2 separate regions of the Danio rerio genome follow, and region 1 is linked to region 2. Evidence: chromatin contacts called from public Micro-C data. All regions are on one chromosome and are shown on one strand. Each heading gives the region's core, a stretch centred on a gene start, on an enhancer-like site or on the middle of the called end of the contact. The rest is flanking DNA. Distances are from core to core; before and after follow the strand shown.

The links. A called contact is a pair of places that touch in the nucleus more often than the background predicts.
Region 1: a Micro-C map of caudal fin shows a contact between it and region 2, with 6 times the contacts expected there. The contact joins the promoter of tlr5a here to the promoter of nfkbie in region 2. A contact is called at or near these places in 2 of 18 Hi-C or Micro-C datasets (caudal fin and an unstated tissue) and 1 of 4 datasets of contacts at active chromatin or transcription factors (embryo).

What each region holds. Positions count from the first base shown.
Region 1 is chr20:54,757,850-54,762,360 of GRCz12tu, forward strand. It overlaps tlr5a (toll-like receptor 5a), which reads left to right and starts at 2,808. Exons shown (of 2, transcript XM_001919017.8): 1 at 2,808-3,304; 2 at 3,783-4,511. The coding sequence starts at 3,793. All of the region lies in intron 28 of mia3 (MIA SH3 domain ER export factor 3), which reads right to left. tlr5b (toll-like receptor 5b) reads left to right here. Exons shown (of 2, transcript NM_001130595.2): 2 at 1-90. The coding sequence ends at 64.
Region 2 is chr20:54,581,914-54,586,296 of GRCz12tu, forward strand. nfkbie (nuclear factor of kappa light polypeptide gene enhancer in B-cells inhibitor, epsilon) reads right to left here and starts at 2,765. Exons shown (of 6, transcript NM_001080089.1): 1 at 2,203-2,765. The coding sequence starts at 2,513.

The DNA of each region.
Region 1 (4,511 bases), core at 1,558-4,057, 180 kb after region 2:
TAATCAAACGACCAAAGAAATAAAGCGTGAGGAAGCCAATTTCAACACCAACACAGCAGTATAATCATGGTAGACTTATTATACATTTAGTATGTTTTTCATTACAGTTTTAGAATTTACCTACACTGTAAACCATAATGTTGTCTTTACTTAAACAAATCAAGTAAAGTTGACTGAACATTACTAAAAATTTAGCATTTTGATCATGTCACCTAAAAATACAAATTAATTTAACTTATATACCATGAAAATGCATAAACTTAAGATTTCAAGTATACTAAGCTCAAAATCACAAATAATCCTTTGAAAAATAAGGTTGTTTTTAATGTAGTCTTGACTGTAATTCTAATATGTGCAATTTTTTAATGCAAGTTCTTTTTTTAAATTAGAAAACAAGGCTTTATGTATTATTATTCACCATAAAAGGAATAAATGGTTACTTATTTTTCTTTTAAGCATTTTTTTCATAGTGTATAATTACACACACAGAACTGATCAATTTAAGTATAATCAAAACAGCAAGTTAAATAAACTTAAATACGCAAGTTTTGGGAGATTTCGTTACTCAATTAAATTGAGGCAAAGAGCTTACTCAAATAATTTCATTCAGTCAACTTATTATGGTTTTCAGTGTTCTCGAATGAGTGTTTTAAAAGGTTATAATGGAATTTACTACATTACATGTTTGTTTCAAACCCAAACTATTTTCAAACACCTGTGTGATTGTGACCCTGCCAAATAAACTTCCAAATAAGGTCAATTGAAAACTCAGCCTGTTTGTAAACACAGTCCGTCTCTCCCATAAAAGTCGACTGGGGAATAGGCATTGCTGTGCACTCTGTCGTTAACCTTACTTCCTCCATACAAGCAATATTGTGAAAACTGAAACCACTACTGAAAGCACTGCAAGATGTCACAATATGCACACTTGGCTAATAACAACTGTACATTGATGATGTAATAATTATATAAAAAATACTCAGTATTGAGTAATTGTGTCAACTAAGTGCTGGCCTGTGTATCTTGAACAGTTTAGAAATAGCAATCAAAGATCTAAACACAGTGCTCAGCATATATAAGCACACCCCTCACAAATTTCCCTTAAATAATTTTTTAATAGGAAGCTATACGATATTATATTTGTGCATATATATTAGTCAGTATTGAAGCCAATATCTGGAGCTTATCTTACAAAATAACTCCAAAAACTAGTACAACAAATTATATGTTATAGAAAAATATCAAATACAAGTTTAAAAATCAAGAGAAGCAATAATAAATTATTTAGTTAAGATTTTGTAGGTTGTAATTATTTATGCAATATTTAGCTTGAATTTAATTGCATTATCTTTTTAATATCTAAATATGTTTGGTGACTAAAGTATTATTTTCATTAATATATCTGTTTAATAAATGTTTTATTTAGATGCACCAAAATACATTGCCTATATTGACTGAGAAATGGATAAGCATTCATTTTCAAAATGGGCTGTACTCAATCATGCTGAGCACTGTATGTAATATTGAATACAATTTTCTCAATTCAGAAAACTAAAAGTACATGTTGTTCCTTCAAAAACTTACTGAATGTATCTTTGGTTGACCTCACATTGCCATCTGCCCTCATTTCCTGTTATGATCCCTTCATTTTAATAGGGAACTCTGAGAAAAGACAACATTGCAAAGTTAATATTAGCATTCTGCATTATGCTCCATGTGTACAGAAAGCAATCTTTCAGTGACATCTTGTGCAAAGATAGCTGTCCAAACAGCCTTTAAACTCACCTTCTGTTTTCGTGAAGCAAGCTGAGGTCAGAGATTTAAACATTTGCTACTAAATAAAGAAGCTCAGATTTTCATAGATAGATAGAACCTCCTTGCGAACTGTAATTGCGACCACAAGTAGTACTTTTATTGTACTTAAAAAAATATTTATTTTTGACACTTGTAACGTTAAGAACAGGTTCTTCAGCCACACACAGGAACTTGGTTTCAAAATATCCCCAGATTAAGTTGGGTTGTTATGCAATCAAAAACCAAAGCTTTCTTTGTGTCGACTTGCATAGTTACACAATTTCATTTCTTCCTGCATGGTGTTGAATGATGATTATAGTCTATTGTTTTTAATAACTGAACATGAACATTTTCATTACATACAGCAATATATGTAAAAACACGTTCAAGATTTTTTAAAAGTTTGTGTTTATATTTGATTTTTTAGTTTCACATAATTTAATTGACCACTTGTTTTCACAGGTAAGTCAGTTAACTATTTAACTGCCTGCTCTACCTATGGTTGACCATATTTTGACTGTTTTAAATAATGACTGTTTTTATTAATGGTTTACACAGCATTTTTGGTTTACAAAACAAATAAATAAATAAATACTTTTTTTTTAATTAAACATAATCCTGTTGCACTACTACACTTGATTTTGGTTTTATTGAGAAAAAAAAAACATGTTAAATGAAAATCTAAAATATTTTATGGCAAACCTCAAAAAATAAAGATAATTTAGTATTCAAAATGTTTTATCTTGATTATGTTTTTGTATAAATTGGTCTTATACTTTCTGATTGCCATAGTAAATGCAATAATTGCAGTACTTTTACAATAAACCGACATTTCGACTATTTGGTAGAGGCTGATGTATTAGAAATTATGGGATATCTTGAAAGAAAGTGCATTGAGTGTGTTAACTAGCGACATTAGGGGTTAAATGCAATCCAAACATGTTTTCCTGGGGCAGTTAAAAAAACTAGTTTTTAAAAAGCAACGTTTTTAAAAAACCGTTAATATTTAAATTAGTATCAACATTTATGCGTAGCTACACGACAAATTTAATCCTTTGTCTCCATAGGATGGCAAGGTTGTCTATTTATTAGACTGGTAAGACAACAAAAATGACAGCAACATTCGCTGTTCTTTATATTGTTTTATAATGATATAAAAGTGCATATTTTAGCTCTGATTGCTCGTGTGTACTGCATACTGCAGCTTGCAGTCTTACCGCGCGGGTTGAGCAGTGTTTGTTTGGGTGAGGTGAAAACGAAAAAAAGGCTTGTAAATGTTCTGAATCTCTCACAAATCCGTGATTGTTTGCTTACTCGCACTTGAAGAATCCCTAACCGGAAAATGAGTCACAGGGTCAGAAAGTTATTTCCTATTTCAGAAAAGTTGGGAAACAGACCAAACGAAGGAAGAGAGAACAAGAGAAACCCGCGCACATCTGTGAAGTATTCAGTATCAAATGACTGCAGAAACGGATAAACAGGGCAACACGATGGATTAATGGGCGAACAGGTAAGACGCTAAACTATTATTAGATTGTTATTAAATAAACCTTGTTGTAAAGATCTCAAATTACTGCTCGTGTCAGCAGTGGTAAGATCTCATGAACCAAGTTTAAATTAGAAACATGTTTTTCCCCCTTATTGAACGTGTAGTCACTGAACCTTGAACTAGTTGGCAAACAATTAGTAAGATAAACTAGTTAAACAGAAGCAGCTGAATGCGGACATCTTAAATGTATTTTGTATTAATTCCTGGAGGTTTTAACTATATTTATGATGTATTTTATATTTGTTTCTGACCTCGCTGTGTGAGCAGAAACAGACATTTTATTAATAAATATAGACACAAACAAATGCCACAAAAAGTAAATAACATCACGTTCTGCTGCCAAGCACATAAGCAAAAATACTTGAATATTAATAACAAATAAAAACTGTAGGGTGAATCTTTTTAACCTTCATTTTTATAACACATTTATTTTCTACAGAGATTCCAGAATGGCAGCTACATACACTTTATTTCTGATGCTATTATTCATTTGGACTCCAACAGTGAAATCCACCTCAGTGTGTTCAACTGATGGCTACTTCGCTTTCTGCATGGACAGAGGTCTTCAAGAGGTGCCAAAGATTTCCACTTACATAACTAACGTGGATTTGAGTAAAAACAGAATTGCTGAACTCAATGAAACATCCTTTTCTCATTTGGAAGCTCTAGAAGTCCTCATCCTGATGCACCAAACACCAGGTCTTGTGATCCGGCGCAATTCATTCATGAGGCTCTCTAATTTAACATCACTTCAGCTAGACTACAACCACCACCTGCGAATAGATGCAGGAGCATTTAATGGATTATCCGACCTTAAAAATCTCACTCTCACTCAATGCGGTTTAGATGACTCCCTACTGTCTGGTAACTTCCTCAAACCTCTGATGTCTCTTGAGATGCTTGATTTAAGTCGTAACAACATTCGGAGAGTCCAACCGGCGTCTTTCTTTTTAAATATGAGGCGATTTCATGTGCTGGATCTGACTTTCAACAAAGTGAAGAGCATCTGTGAGGAAGACCTCCTGAACTTTCAGGGTAAACATTTCACACTCCTCAGACTGTCCTCTATAACACTGCAAGACATGAATGAGTACTGGTTAGGATGGGAGAAATGTGGAAACCCATTTAAGAATACTTCAATAACCACATTGGATCTATCTGGAAACGG
Region 2 (4,383 bases), core at 1,515-4,014:
TATAATCAGAAATGCATGCATCCCATTATAAACACTTCATTTGTTACGTCAACTATACTCTGAAAGGCTCATATTTACGATGTTTGCAATGCTTATAAAACCACTACCTTCAACCCCAATAATGAAAGTGCATTGCTGGAGCGGGACAACACTCAGTTCTAGACACTTCCTGGGGATTTTATACGGCCTGTGACTTTTCTTTACTCTGATGACACTCAGGAAAAAAAAAAGACAATGGAGTTTTGTTCTTGCAACAGCACCTAAAACCAATAGCATGACTCAAAGTGAATCAAGACGTTCTCAAAATACAATCATACCACCACCTTCACTATGAAAACAGTGCAGAATTGAATTGAAAGCAGGCTGACATTAACCAGAATGCGTGTGTGCGTGCCCACTTGTTTTTGAACACATACGTTACAGACCCAACCACTAACTGGTGTAAAGGTCAGTGCTTGCATAAACATGTTTATTACACGACACGTGCTCTAAAAGCATTAAAAATCACATGAATGTGCGCGTTTAAAGCGTTGCACTTTTCAAAAGCGCTGCCATCAGAGCGTGTTTTCTGACTCAATGAGGGGGAATTCCACGCTTGTCTGCATACTTCTGCTTTCTGCTTCTCATGCGCCATAAACGGCAGATCCAGTTTCTAGACGTCTGTTAACTGACTGCAGTGTTAACACAGAAAAGCCTGCTACTGTGATCAAACCTGCATCTGTCATATGAGCATGTGTCACTCAGCCAACTTAAACAAATCACTCAACGTTGTTTTAAAGAATGCACTAGCAAAATTCTTGACGCTTACTGAAATAAAAAGGAAGAATGAGCTATTTTAAATCATGTTTCAATTGGAATGAATTTTAAAAAATGCATACAAATGAATGTGCATGCATTGAAAGGAGAGCTTATTTGTTTTCTTGCACTTAAAAAAGGATGATGATATAGTCCTGCCATCATAATTTAAAACTTTACCCTTATTATTAAAGTTATGTCACTGTAAATAAAAAAAGTCTTGCTGTCTTCATTTTTTAAGTTGAATCACAATAACTTGTCTAGTCATCTGAATTTACATCAATTAAATTGAATAAAAATATAACTGTGTATAACTTTAAAAATGTACTTCAAACCTATTAAAATAAGTTAAAGCAACATAGAAAAAAATATTCACTTACATTTTTTTTTACAGTATTCTAACTTCTTTTCATGCACAAAGCCTTTCTAATCAGCTTAATATAACATTTATTAAATGTTTAAGGCATGTTAAATTAAAATGAAACTTGTTTGATCGTGTTAAGACTTTATAATCATGCCACAGTGGACATTTGTAGAGTGTAAAGCCATCTTTCTTCGTTTAGCATATTCTTAGTCTTGCTTTGTTGGGGATTAAAATTAACCCATTGAGTCCAAAAAACAGACCGCAACCCACTCACAATAAAACACTGTAAAGTCCCTTGTTGGTTTGTATATGAACATGAATGCGTCTTTAAAATAAGGATCAGCAAAATACTTATTGAATAAACACAATCCTTCCGCTGGAAAATATAGTCCCTAATATAACATGCATAAAATAGTGATGCAAGTAGTGCTGCATGTAAACAGAGAATATGTATCTAATGACATAACTGTCACAATATTTCAGTAGTTTCTCAACACTGAAACAACATCGGAATTAATTATTAACCAAACACCTGTTATCACTGATCAAATATTATTAAGTGTAGCAACAACACGCACTATATTGCAGTGAAGAATTTACACACTTGAGATTAACCACAAAATTGTGTATTTCATATTGTTGTAATACAGAATGCGTGCATTTTTATGTAAATAAATGAATAAATACATAAAAAACGAATAGGATGCGTTTACAAAATAAATAAAATTTCTCCGCGGCATGATCAAAACTTAATATTAGTAGGACCTTATTGCTTAAAACTAGTTTACAAAACTCACAACAACCCATATTTACACATTAAAATTAATTTAATTTAATAATTAACAATATATAACGCCGGTTATATATTTCAACATGTCAATGAAGATCTATTCTCAATATCACTCCGCGGCGCGCAACGAATCAACACCTAACGTAAGCACCTCACTTAAAACTGTAAATAAAACTCAATGTTTAGACATTCAAACTCATTTAAAGTGCACCCAGGCGATACATTTGAACGTATCAATGAAGATTTAACGTACGTGTCTCCATCTTCAGTGACAGTGGTTAAGAAATTCACTTCCTCTTCAGTGTATTGACATTCCGTCGCGCTTTCACATTTAGAAATGCGGCATTCTTCGATAAAATCCCCCAAACTGTCCACTGTTAGAGACGAAGAGCCGTAAGCAGAGTCCAGTCGCTCATCTGTACTGTGTTTATCCTTCTCCTCAGAGTTGGCCAGACTCGGAAACTGTTCTCTGGGTTCTCTGGGTGCATAGTCGATTCCGGAGTCGATCCGATTTTCGTCGAGATCGGGTTTGCCATCTTGGTCGCCGCCGCCGCTCCGCGACATTTCGAAGCTTCGATGCGTATCGTCAATTTAGCAGAAAAACAATAAAAGCACGTAAAGAAATCACCGTGACATTATGACACCAGAGACACTCGCTTTTGTTTCTCATCCCACCACTGATGAATCCTCAAATAGTCCAATTACAGATGTATTTTATATGATTGCTTGGTTTATTTACGCGCGAGTTTGAGCTAAAGTGTAGACTAGCAGACTTAGTAATGAAACTTATGCCAAAAGAGCAGACGGTAATGTGAAGAGCATGGGGAAGCGATGCTGTAGGCGGAGTCAAAGCGGCTTTTAATTCTACAGTGGGAATTCCCCACTGGGAGTGGCAAAACTTTCATGAGAGATCCAGATTCCAGTGCAAGTACACATGACAACCCCATGGAATCTCCTGAAAGACCGTAGACTCTTGATTTTGGGATCCCAGTCACTTCCTTTAAGCACCTGTGACTTGACCTGACTGGTTCTAAAGCCTTCACAAACCCTGAATTGCGACAGTACTTTAAATGGACTGGATTTCCCCAGATTGCACAGAATCACGTTGTTTATATATATATATATATATATATATATATATATATATATATATATATATATATATATATATATATATATATATATATATATATATATATATTTGTGTTGGGCAGAAATCCAAAAAAAAAGTTTGTTTTGACATAATTTAAGAAGATGTACTATATATTTATGCATATATTTAATAACTATTTGCATATATTTGAGAAAATGTTTATGTATATTTATATAAAATACAAACACACTGGCCCCTTTATTAGGGACATCTGTCCAACCGCTCGTTAACACAATTTTCTAAACTCAATGCATTTAGGCATGTAGACATGGTCAAGACGATCTGCTGCAGGTCAAACCGAGCATCAGAATGGGGAAGAAAGGGGATTTAAGTTTTCACGCACAACCATCTCTAGGGTTTACAGAGAATGGTCCGACAAAGAGGAAATATCCAGTGAGCGGCAGTTCTGTGGGCGCAAATGCCTTGTTGATGCCAGAGGTCAGAGGAGAATGGCCAGACTGGTTCCAGCTGATAGAAAGGCGACAGTAACTCAAATAAGCTACAATCGAGGTCTGCAGAAGAGCATCTCTGAATACACAACACGTCCAACCTTGAGGCGGATGGGCTACAGCAGCAGAAGACCACACCGGGTGTCACTCCTGTCAGCCAAGAACAGGAAACTGAGGCTACTTTTCACACATACTCACCAAAACTGGACAATAGAAGATTGGAGAAACGTTGCCTGCTCTGATGAGTCTCCATTTCTGCTGACACATTCTGATAGTCGGGTCAGAATTTGGCTTCAACAACATGAAAGCATGGATACATCCTGCCTAGTATCAACAATTTAGGCTGGTGGTGGTGGTGTAATGGTGTGGGGCATATTTTCTTGGCACACCTGAGTATTGCTGCTGACCATGTCCATCCCTTTATGACTACAGTGTACTCATCTTCTGATGGCTACTTCCAGCAGGATAACACACCATGTCATAAAGCGTGAATCATCTCAGACTGGTTTCTTAAACATGACAATAAGTTCACTGTACTCAAATGGCCTCCACAGTGCCCAGATTTCAATCCAATAGAGCACCTTTGGAATGTGGCGAAACGGGGGTTTGGCATCATGAATGTGCAGCCGACAAATCTGCAGCAACTGCGTGATGCTATCATGTCAATATGGAGCAAAATCTCTGAGGAATATTTCCAGTAGCTTGTTGAATCTCTGACACGAAGGATTAAAGCAGCTCTGAAGGCAAAAGGGGGTCCAACCCGGAACTAGTACGTTGTACCTAATAAAGTGGCCGGCACACACAAATGTCAAAACAAACATTTATTTTAGAT